Linked DNA regions of Mus musculus: all the other regions are linked to region 2. The links are chromatin contacts, called in public Hi-C and HiChIP or PLAC-seq maps. All regions are on one chromosome and are shown on one strand. The core of a region is the stretch at or near the end of the contact, and the rest is flanking DNA. Distances in the headings are between cores, read along the strand shown.

Region 1 (2,700 bases), core at 144-2,643, 490 kb after region 2:
CTCAAGCTGGACTATAGAAGGATTTCTGGCCATTTCATAAAAAGCAGCATTCTTCGGGAATCTGTGAACTGTGTTTTCCTCCCCAAAAGGAGTCATTTTCCTTGCCTCTGGCAGAAGGGGCATAGGTCTCTGTATTGACATATACCTGTGGTGCCCGTCAGCATAGGAAAGCCCATACTGGCTTCCAGGCTCCTTCAGTCTCTATTTACAAGTGCCTGTTATACTTTTCAAAGCCCTCCCCCAATAGCCTCCTGGCCCCTCTCACTTCACATCCCAGCTCTCTTGACACTGCACTCAGCCCCCCCTTACTGTACGCTAATCCAGTGGTTCTCAATCTTCCTAACACTGTGACCCTCATGTTGTAGTGACCCCAACCATAAAATTATTTTTGTTGCTACTTCACAGCTGCAACTTTGGTACCATTACAGAATATAATGTAAATAATCTGTGTTTTCCGATGGTCTTAAGCTGCCCCTGTGGAAGTCTTTAGAGCCCAAGGGGGTCGTGACCCACAGGTTGAGAACCAGTGCTTTATCTCTTGCTATCTCCACCGTTCTTTCCCACTGTCTCGGATCCCTTGTCCTGTCCTGGCTTCATCGGTTACTTTTTCTCCCTGCTCTGGACTATTCTAGATGCCTCCAGATATTTTCTTTCATATTCACAATAAAAAGTACCATCTCACCCTACCCCCACCCCTGGTGGCATGATGAGGGGTTGCCTCAGCTGTCCCATGTCAAGACATCCTCCCACTCCAGGTACCAGCCATATGACAGGTCTAGTATAAAAATGAAGTTTATTTGGGGCATGGGAAGGGAGTATGGGAAAGAAAGGGGATAGAGAGGGGCAGAAAGAGAAGGAAGAGAGAAAGAAATAGCAAGCCAGGCTTGTACCTGGCAGTTGCTAGGCAACTGTTGGGCGGAGCCTAGAAGAAATGTTAAAGGGGTGGATTGGCCATTTTGGCAGCTTTCTTTATTGTCTTCTCGCATACATAGATGAATAAATACAGAATCAGAGGTTTGTTTGCAGGAACCAGCTCCTGCAATTATAGAAACTGGGATGTCCATTATTGGCTAAATGTGCCTTTAGACTTCAAATGCCTTCCTCCCAGGCAGCAGCAGATTCTGTTTTACTATGAATCACAAATTTGAGTTCTGACGCAAATACCGCCGTGTTACGTTTCCCTTTACACCGGAATAAGCCGTCAAGAACCTCTGGGTTTTAGAAGCAAAGCTATTTGTGTAGAGTGGGAGTTTCCTTGGGGGAAAATGAGCACTTGACTTATTACCAACAGCAGACATTGGAGCCAAAGGAGTCTTATTTAACAGTAAGAGAGTGTTGTTACAAAGGAAGATGACAGAAAGGCCACTGCGGTCAATCTGAACTGGAAAGCTGACGCATAAATTCCCTTCAAGGCTGAGGTTTATTATAAAGAAAGAGCCTCAAGGCCGTGATGGACCCTTCAAGGTAAACACAGAAAGTCTGCCTGCAGAAACTGCACAATATGTAAAGAGTTATCCGACCACTGGGCCTCAGGGAAGGGAGGCATCTAGGGAAAGCCAGCAGAGGAGCTCATCACGCCTGTTTGCACTATAATGAGACGGAGAAAGGGTGTGGCTTCCTGGGTAGGGAGTCCTGAAGCATCTGGGAGGACCTGGGGGAAAGGGAAAGTGTAATCACAATGTATTGTATGAAAGAAAATTCTCCTTTCAATTTTTTAAAAATTGAAAATGACAGAGAGGGAGAGGGAGACAGAGATGGAGAGACAGAGAGGACACCGACACAGATGCAGAGGGGCCTCTTCAGGGAGCAACCTTCATCTTCAGGCCAATCAGCAAGGTCTTCTCAGGAGTCTCAGACTCCCCAGAACAAAGGGAAGGTGTAACTTTCTATAACCTTTTAGGAAATGGCCAGAGGTTGCACATCATGTGATTTAACTCAGTGTGATTTGGATGACAGAAAACTTGGAGCACCAGGTACTATAAATTGAAAGTTATCACAGCATTGATTGCTGCTGCTGCTGTTTCTCTTCCCCTCTTCCTCTTCTTCCTCTCCCTTTATTCCATGCTACGTGTATGTGTGTATATTTGCACACTGTGTGCTACTGGCCTCAGGGGCCAGAAGCATAGGTTGGATCCTGGAGTTACAGGTAGCCAAATATAAATCCTCCAATGTGGGTTCTAGGAATTGAACTTGGATCCTTTGCAAGAGCAGCCCGTGTTCCTAACCAGCAAGCCATCTATCTCTCCAGCCCTACAGGCTGTTTCTTACATCTCTATCCCAGGGAGGCATGCTACAGTGAATCATCATCTGATCCCAAGCCACGGGACTCAGATCCTATTCTGACACTAACTGATCCACATCCTTCGATAGGGAATTAGTATGTACAATCAGCCTAAATGGCTTCAGAGTGAGTCCTAGGACTGAAGTGCTAAGGGTTGGTTGATATTTATCTGAACATTCAAAGACAATGTAGGTCTCTGGTGCCAACCTGGCCCCTGAATGTTAGTTCAGTCAGACTGAAGACTGCAGACAGCTGAAGGAGGGAGCTGATGCCTTCTCCCTGAAGTGGACTTGAGCTGAAGGTACAAGCCTATCTGGAGCTCCTACTATTACATCTGCTTAAGACTTGATCATGAAAGCAAATAAAACTTGAGACCTGTGATTCATGTAATGTATGTCAAATAGCCCAAAGAGTTATTT
Region 2 (2,700 bases), core at 140-2,639:
TAAAATATGTTGATGATGTTATCTAGTTCACCTTCTTCCTTCTTCTTTGACTGAATAACTGGAATATAAGTTCAGATTGGTAATTGTGATCAGTGGTGATAAGAATGAGTCTAGATCTTTTCCCGAAGTCTTTCCTCATCAGCCTCTCTTTGAAGACTGCCTGGACATGTGATGCCTGTGATGTCTGGATTGCCATTTTAAATGTTTCCCTGTACATTGTAGACACTGTGCTACATTAAAAGAGCAGGATGGGAGGAACCTATTACCCACCCCTTTACAAGTCAGGAAGGCTTGCTAGGAAGTGTGTTCTCTTGGGAGCTTTGAGGAGAAAGGAAGAGTCAGGGCATTCTTGTACAACGAGTAGAACCTTACTAGGCTCACACGATTAATAAGGTTCCTTGACAAATGTGCTAGAAAACCTCAGAGAACTGATCAAATGGCTTTGGGCCAAGAGAACTAGCCACATGAAGGTGGAAGGAAAAGAAAACCACAGATGGCTTACAAGGTGACTCATTTCTCCTACCCCATCCCATCTACTTTCTTTCTTTTTTTCTTTTTTTTTTTTTTTTAAGCATTTGGTCCTGAAATTTCAGAAAAAGTATTTAACCTCCATACTGAAGCAAGATTTTTTTTTTAAAACCACTATTGCCCGTTTTTACAGTCTTTCTCCATTGCCAGTGTCATCTTAATGACCTGTCTGGCCTCTACGGGTTGCCTTATTTTCTTGAGTCTAGATTTTTTCCCCACAGAATCCAGTAGCTGACACATTGAAATAGATACACACCAGAGCAGAATATTTGCCTCTTGCCTATGAGTTAAAAAAAAAATCCAAGAAACTCATGGATTTACAAAACCATAGCTCAGCTACGGTTGCTGTACACTGCACACTCCAACGCAGTAATTTGAATACGAAACTTTATTTACTGACTTGATCTTCAGCCAGAGTGGGCGCTTTGGTCCCTTGCAGAATTGCACGTGACTATTATTTCAATTATTTCATTCTATGGACAGGACATGTTTTTTTTTTTCTCACTGATAATTTTTGGTAACTTGAAGCCTTCATTGGATTTGATATCTGGAGCTTAGCCTCAGACTCATCATCTTAGGATACAATTAGCCCCTGCCCCTCACAACCCCATGCCCAGAACCCTTCCCAACCAGTCTGCTCTACTGGAACTAACTTCCCAGCAGCTTAAACCCTCTGAGGGCTAGGAGTGCAGTATCTCTTGGGGGTCCAGGTCTGACTTTGTTAGCACAGCACTCGTGCAGCCGCCAGGGGGACCCCGACCCTCCCAGGCTGCATCTGATAAGAAAGCATCCGAGGGGCGTGGAACCGAGGGGCCTATGGATCCTTCTTCCAGAAAATACAGAGTCCGCCGGGGATCCCCAGTTCTTATTGAGACAGGAGGGGCAGGTATCTCCCGTTCTGGAACTCGCGTCCGACGGTGATGAGAAGCGAGTGGGTGTGTCCGCTTCCGCCCGCTGGCCTTCAGATGAAGCAGATCGCCTGGAAGCGGTACTTTGTTCCCCAAATGGGTTTTGTATGGGCGCCATCCCGGCGCTAGAAGTACAACTTTGCAGCCAGGGCGCCGGGTAGCTGGGTTGGGGTCCGGGGGGAAGGGTGGGTCCTGCACGCAGCTCTTGCACAGCTTGGCGACTGGGCCGGCGGAGTTCCCACGGGTCGTGGGCGGCGGTGCGATTAGCACCGTCTGGGTCCCCGGCTGCTGGCGACGCTCCGGGAAGCCCGTCCCGCCCTCGCCCCCGATCCTCCTCTTGGCGGCTTCGGGGGCTAGAATTCATCAGGAACCAAGCCCAAAACTTTCCCTCGAGCCCCGCATTCCTTTTGTCTTTCTTGGCGGCGGCGGAGACGCCTTAGCTGCGATCTTTTGCCCTGGCCTCGGTCACCGGTACCCTAGAAGGATAGGGGCTGCGCTCGTCCGATGGCGGCGGCCGCGTCCCCCAGATGCGCGAGTCAGGGCGCCCGCACCCCGGCCTGACTCATCTTCCTTTGGTGACCGCACCGCGTCCTCAGCCGGAGCCCCACGGGGATGGGGAGTGAGACCGTGGCTGCCCGCAGCTGCCCAGATTCCTCCTGACGCCCCCGACCCCGCCGCCTCCCTCGCTGGTCCCCGGAGGCGCACGCTGTCGCGACAGCTGTGAGAGCGAAGAGCCCGGAGAGGCCACCGGAGCCCCGAGACCAGGCGCTCAGGACAGGTGAGTGGACCACCAGGGTGCTGCGGGGCGTGCAGAGGTGGGTGGGCGAGCCCTGCAGCTGTACCCCGGGTTTCTGAAACCCCTTCTCCTCCCCTCCGCTTTAGCCCGCAGAGTTAGGGGAAACAATGACTCCCAAAGTTTGGGGGAATGAACCAAGTCCTCCATCAGTTCCAGACTTCTTGGTCTCCAGAGTACAGGAGAGGTGGTGCGGGGCAGCCTGTGAGCAGCCGGCTTCTGAGAGCGCCTGGCTTCGCGTCTTGGAGCTACACCCTCCTTTGTCTAAGGTTCCAGAGTCAGCAATCTTTGTGAGGGTCTACGGCGTTAATTTATGGTAGACAAAAGTGTGAACAGGGTTCCCTAGATCAGTATTTCAGTGTGATCCTACCTGCATAAGCAAAACGAAGAGGGGTAATTGTCTATAGGCTTCAGCACGACTCTCCTCCCCACAGACTGCCTAAGAAAGGACTCGTAAGATTTGCTTCACTA
Region 3 (2,700 bases), core at 125-2,624, 440 kb after region 2:
GACAAATACAGAGGTGGATGCTCAAAGCCAACCACTGGACTGAGCACAGAGTCCCCAATGGAGGAACTAGAGAAAGAACCCAAGGTGCTGAAGGGGTTTGAAGCCCCATAGGAGGAACAACAATATAAACCAAGCAGTACTCCCAGAGCTCCCACGGACTAAACCACCAACAAAGAGTACACATGGAGAACCCATAGTTCCATCTGAGTATGTAGCAGAGGATGGCCTTGCCAGATATCAATGGGAGGAGAGGTCCTGTGAAGGCTCAGTGCCCCAGTGTAGGTGAATGCAAGGGCCAGGAAGCAGGAGTGGGTGGGTTGGTGAGCAGGGGGAGGGGAGATGGGATAAGTTATTTTCAGAGGGGAAACCAAGAAAGGGAGGTGAGGGGAGGGGAGGGGTAGGGAGGGGAGGGGAGGGAAAAGAAAAGAAAAGAAAAGAAAAGAAAAGAAAAGAAAAGAAAAGAAAAGAGAAAAGAGAAACGCAGGAAGTGTCTGTCACTGAGCCTGCTGTCAAGTTTGTCCTGAGTAGGAGAGTGTCCCCATGTTGGAGCTCCAGCGTCAGGAGAGAGTTGAGCCAGGGACCCAGGATCAAGACAAAGCTGCCTACTGACTCTCTTCACAACTGCATATTGCTTCTTGTTATTTCAGGAATCAAGCTGCTTCAAATAATAGTAATAGTAACAGTAACATTAAGAAGACAGATCTTTTCTAAGTCCCTAAGAACCTGACTCCCACATTCCTAAAATTAAGCTTGTAGGACTCAGTAGGGGAAGGAAACACACAGAGCCCATGTCTACCAATGTTTCTCTCCTGTTTTCTACATCCCTGTTTTACTTACAAATTTTCTCTTCCATATTGAAATTCTAATTTTAAACTAAAAGCCTACTCATGTTTATCCTGGCTTTCTATCATATAACCTCAAACTTGAACATTTTGCTGTGGTAGGGATAACCAGATGAGGGTCTTGAAGTCTTCTCTACTCCTCCATGATGTGGTATTTCAATTCCATAGAAGACACACAATGTCTCTCCCACTTGGGTTTGCATCTGGGGTCACGCAAACTGGGCTAAGAAAAGTTAATAAGAGAAAAGTGTATACATTTTATTTGACATTTTTATGTGATACAGAGGCCTCCCTAGAAAAGAAATAGAACAGATAGGCCCAAGAGCTTGTATATGCTTCTGACTGAGAGTGATAAATTACAGAGGCCGAAGGAAAGGGCAAGACTCTTGAGATTTGCAAGGACTGAGACCTGTGGGAAGGTAAATACATGAGAAAACTCACAACTGAGCAAGGCTAACTTAGCAAAGTTCGTTTGTGCCAGGTTGTCTTGGTGCCAATTTTCTGTCATCTTCATGCTGTGTAACTTTCCCCTGGGGAAGGGATTTAAAATGAACCTTATTACTCAGAGTTTCTGCTTTTAGTCAGATATGAATGGCTTTTCTACATCTGTTGAATCTCAATTTTTTTTTCTGCTCAAAATAATTCTTATGCCAAAGTGGCATACTTTGGAGCAGCAGATCCTGACTCACTTCCATTACAATGACATGTAAACAAGACAGAGCATTAAAACCTTTCCGATTTAAGTGCCTGGCCCAGGCTCACTGTCATATCCCAGATCCCCTTCAAAGAGTATTCTTGCAAAGATAATATTTTTGCTTTTGTTATTTTAAGGTCTCTGGGGAGATGACTGCAGAGGCAGCTTTGAAATGTCACCTTTACTAATAAAATATAAACCAGAGAATAGGCAAACAGTCCTTGGCCTAACTTTGTAAGGGTCTGAGTCTGGCTTACATGGCCACAGGCTTATGGTATATAAGTCTTTCTGCTGAAGTATGGGATGCTCATTGATTTTCTTTACCATATTAGTATCACTTTTCTTCCTCTCATGATCCTTAATGAAACTATAATTCTAAATATTTTAGGGTATTTCTGGTACAGAAATAAAAATCACTGTAGATATCATAAATAAGCTTTGGAAATGATCATCCATGCCTTAGTTCTCCTAGACCAACCTTGTCTTCGTCTTTTAATACAAAGGGCCTGTTACTAAAATCCCTTGGAAGAACCAATATCTACCTTCTTCCTAAATCTCAAAGACAAACAGAGGCATGATTGCATCTGCAGGAACCAATGAACTGATTTGGCCTCCTTACAGAGCCCTGGGAAGGAACTGGTTAGAGGACTGAAGATGTTCCTTCATCCAACAGGCTGCGTGTATTTGGACAGCTTCACCCAGCAGCAACAAGTCTCTCACTGTGGCAGCACAGAGGGAGTCCCCTTCTCCTAACAGGTGATAGGGATGCTGGATACCCAGGCCCTGGGATCCTCTCTACTTATTCATCCATGACGTAGTATAAATAGTCAACAAGCTGAAAAGATCCTTTTGCAAGCGTGAACAACTAAACTCCCCAAGATGGGGTTAGCTTGGCTCAGAGAATAGTTACTCACAACAGGGCCACTTATAAATCCTCAGTAATTTCTGGTCTGAGTTCAACGTTACATTTTCAAAACAAAGCAATATATCTTTTGTTTAAAAAAATGCTTATTATGATTTTCATCCCAAGGTTATGGCAAGCTGATGTCAGCGTATGTGTCTTTCCATATTCTGGTACCACTAGCTTTTCTTGGGCTATTTTAATACCCCCAAGTTAAATGGGAACTGCACGTTTCTATGGCAACGGAGACCATTGTAGCTGCT
Region 4 (2,750 bases), core at 248-2,747, 300 kb after region 2:
ATAGAATCTAAGTTTAGGGTTATTAGTGACTTTTCAAAGGCTTTGGTAGCAAAAAGTCACATCAGAGGAAGTTCTTAAAAGAAACTCTAGAGCAATCCAATTAGGAAATGTCTTTTCCCGGTTGGCACGAGAGTCGGGAGAGTCAGGAACCCAGCGGTGTTCTCTTCCTTGGAGAAGGCGTGAGCTCACTGTTGTGGGCATTTACAGGTTCAGCACATTGTTATAGGAACGAAAAGGACGACTCACAAAACATAATGAAAACATCCTTGAATGCTGTGCGGCACCCAGCTTTAGTCCATATTCACCAAGAAAGTCTTCACAGCCATTAGTTTTCCTGAGCAAATGAATCTGCTGGGAAGGGGATGAGCTGACCAGCTACCAAGAACATCACACTGTCCTTTGCATTTGTACTGTTGTGAGTTAATAACTTCCTTGGCACACTTGGCAGTGTGTCAGGCATGCTGCTTAATTATAAGATATCCAGTGACAATCCAACCCTGACTTTTGACCCCAAGTAGCTCACAGCCTCCTGAGGAAAATGAAAGTAAAGGTTGGTGTGATGAGTGCAGACCTCGTAGGAATGATAGACAGGGACAGCAACAAATTCCTGCCCTTCCTGAGTAGCAAAAAGGACTTTGCCTGAGTGAAGGCTCCACAGTTAAGAGGCAATTGATGGTGATTTAGAGAGAGAATAGTGGGCTGAAGAAAGACACCAAGCTAAAGAACGTTAGTTAATTCTGTTTTTTTTAACAAATACTAGATGAGTGCCTACTACGTGTGCTGAGGACAAGAAAGTAGTAGGGTAGATGGGGAGAGGCATGGCAGGGGTGGGGGTGAGGTGGGGAGGGGCATGGCAGAGGTGGGGGGTGAGGTGGGGAGAGGCATGGCAGGGGTGGGGGGTGAGGTGGGGAGGGGCATGGCAGGGGTGGGGGGTGAGATGGGGAGGGGCATGGCAGGGATGAGGGATGCCAAAGCAATGGTGCTGGAAGAACCAACGCCATTAGCCAAAGAGGAGGATGAACGTCATATTTAGTTGAGCATACACCTGTGCTGCTCTAGCATGATGTATAGAGATAGACGTATAGAAATATAGATGACATAGAGCTAGATCCAGCTTTTGAGATGACTTCTCCCTGGAATGTGAGACTTAAGTACACTGTAGCAGGGCATTGAATTCACATGACCCCAGATGGAATCAGATACAACAATTTTTTTAAAACCTTTTTGCATCAGGTCTAATCTTTCAGAGAATGAGCACAAAAAGGCAGAGATCCTCCCCTGACCCCCACCCTGACACACTTAACAATAGTACGCGTCAGAGGTATCGATCTGAATAAGGCTTCTTGGAGAAGAATGAAATCTCCTGGTACCTCCCCATGTAATACCTGCATGGCTGCTATTAGACTAAAGGCTGTGGCAGAAGCATGGGCAGTAATTAAGCATCGGCATTTGCATAAAGATAATGGGAGCTGAATAGGAAAGAAGCAAATCAGATGCACACCGATACATTCTTCACAGAAAGGGAGAGGAGCGCACAAAGACAGCAGCAGAAGAAATAAAAGCAGTAATCCGCACGTCTGTGTGTTTAAACACTGTATTTAGAAGCATCTTATCATCATGAACCACATCACCTGCCAGCTGCTCTCAACAGGGGATGGCGCCCACTCGGTCCCCTGAGAGTTAATAAGCGCTGTCTTTCGCTCCTAGCTGGCTCTGCATTTCCAAGTTGTAATGTTGTTCTAAGCTACATGTGGTGGCACATACCTGAAATCTCATCATTGAAGAGCCTGAGGCAGGAGGGTTGTGACTTTGAAGCCATCCTGGACTACATCATGAAACCCTTCATAATTTTTTTTTAATTAAAAGAAAGAAAAGAAAAGCATATGATGTTGAGAAAAGTGTGGGGAGGAAACTGGCACTCAAATCATAGAAGTGTGTGGGGCCTTGTGTGTAAAAAACAGTACTTTTCAGGGCAACATAAATTGTGTTGATCTAAATCAAGGAAGAAATTTCCTAAATCAAAGAATGCCCAGGTTTCCCAGTCATGAACTTCAAGAGCTGGCCATGTGACAGGGGAGTGACAGTTGGGAGACAAACATGCAGAGTGGTGCTTGTGGCCACACAGGGTCTAGTCCTGATAATCCATGTGTTGGCTTTACTATTGCAGTGACAAACATCAAAAGAAACTTGAGGATTAACGGGTTTGCTTAACACATGCCAGGTCAACTCCATCACTAAAGGAAGTCGGGGCAGGTGTACAGGTGTAAAGGAAGCTACAGGTACTGTCAAGCTCTCATGGCTCATTTGGCTTCTTCCATTTTTATGCAACCACAGACTATCTGCTATGAAGTAACACTATCCACAGTGGGCTGAGCTCTCCATATCAATCGCTAATCCAGAAAATGCCCCTGCAAACTTGCCTGCAGTCCAATCTGATGGAGGCATTTTCTAAAATGAGGTGTACTCTTTCTCAGTGACTTTAGCTTATGTCAAGTTGACAAAAACCCAACCTGCATACCATGCCAGACCATTGACAAGAGAACCAGGTTCTCAACACAGCTTGCTAAGGCTGACTGCTGCTTCAGAGTGGGACCAATTTGATTAATTCCTGCTATTCTTTCCCATGAAGTACACTTGCATGAATAGGTCATTTTAACCAGGTCAGGAAAAAAAAAGCAATGGTTATTTTCATAGGTTTTATTTTGTTGCTCTCTTACATATACCATCTGACATTTATTTCATAAACTCTC

The links. Hi-C and Micro-C count contacts between places; a contact is called where the count stands out from the background. HiChIP or PLAC-seq counts read pairs in DNA pulled down with a chosen protein or histone mark.
Region 1: a contact with region 2 is called in an H3K27ac HiChIP or PLAC-seq map of embryonic stem cells, with 4 times the contacts expected there. The contact joins the enhancer-like site here to the promoter of Tmem200a in region 2. A contact is called at or near these places in 7 of 39 promoter capture datasets (the 3T3-L1 cell line, 3T3-L1-derived adipocytes, cranial neural crest and 3 more), 4 of 115 datasets of contacts at active chromatin or transcription factors (embryonic limb bud, embryonic stem cells, neural tube and 1 more) and 1 of 9 other capture datasets (pancreatic islet).
Region 3: a Hi-C map of uterus shows a contact between it and region 2, with 4 times the contacts expected there. The contact joins the enhancer-like site here to the promoter of Tmem200a in region 2. A contact is called at or near these places in 14 of 39 promoter capture datasets (the 3T3-L1 cell line, 3T3-L1-derived adipocytes, cancer-associated fibroblasts and 8 more), 1 of 15 datasets of contacts at CTCF or cohesin (the NIH/3T3 cell line), 2 of 484 Hi-C or Micro-C datasets (both in uterus), 12 of 115 datasets of contacts at active chromatin or transcription factors (VIP interneurons, craniofacial prominence, embryonic basal ganglia and 6 more) and 3 of 9 other capture datasets (adipose tissue, embryonic stem cells and pancreatic islet).
Region 4: an H3K4me3 HiChIP or PLAC-seq map of embryonic forebrain shows a contact between it and region 2, with 6 times the contacts expected there. The contact joins the enhancer-like site here to the promoter of Tmem200a in region 2. A contact is called at or near these places in 11 of 39 promoter capture datasets (the 3T3-L1 cell line, 3T3-L1-derived adipocytes, cancer-associated fibroblasts and 5 more), 1 of 15 datasets of contacts at CTCF or cohesin (the NIH/3T3 cell line), 4 of 484 Hi-C or Micro-C datasets (cerebral cortex, embryonic stem cells, myocytes and 1 more), 9 of 115 datasets of contacts at active chromatin or transcription factors (embryonic forebrain, embryonic hindbrain, embryonic midbrain and 5 more) and 4 of 9 other capture datasets (adipose tissue, embryonic stem cells, liver and 1 more).

What each region holds. Positions count from the first base shown.
Region 1 is chr10:25,587,669-25,590,368 of GRCm38.p6, reverse strand. All of the region lies in intron 3 of Gm29571 (predicted gene 29571), which reads right to left. Among named protein-coding and RNA genes, the nearest start is that of Gm36908, 33 kb to the left of the region's middle. Within about 2 kb of position 1,393, at least 7 of the 459 cell types and tissues checked have an H3K27ac peak or open chromatin away from gene starts, as enhancers often do. A contact at or near this core is called in embryonic stem cells, where this site is marked.
Region 2 is chr10:26,077,652-26,080,351 of GRCm38.p6, reverse strand. Tmem200a (transmembrane protein 200A) reads left to right here and starts at 1,389. Exons shown (of 3, transcript NM_001358814.1): 1 at 1,389-1,516; 2 at 2,033-2,214. It overlaps Gm9767 (predicted gene 9767), which reads right to left and starts at 2,097. Exons shown (of 1, transcript NR_028030.2): 1 at 905-2,097.
Region 3 is chr10:25,642,470-25,645,169 of GRCm38.p6, reverse strand. The region is part of intron 3 of Gm29571 (predicted gene 29571); the gene reads right to left. Among named protein-coding and RNA genes, the nearest start is that of Gm36908, 22 kb to the right of the region's middle. Within about 2 kb of position 1,374, at least 23 of the 459 cell types and tissues checked have an H3K27ac peak or open chromatin away from gene starts, as enhancers often do. A contact at or near this core is called in VIP interneurons, second pharyngeal arch cranial neural crest and uterus, where this site is marked.
Region 4 is chr10:25,775,643-25,778,392 of GRCm38.p6, reverse strand. No RefSeq gene overlaps it. Among named protein-coding and RNA genes, the nearest start is that of 4930401C15Rik, 60 kb to the left of the region's middle. Within about 2 kb of position 1,497, at least 2 of the 459 cell types and tissues checked have an H3K27ac peak or open chromatin away from gene starts, as enhancers often do. A contact at or near this core is called in embryonic forebrain, where this site is marked.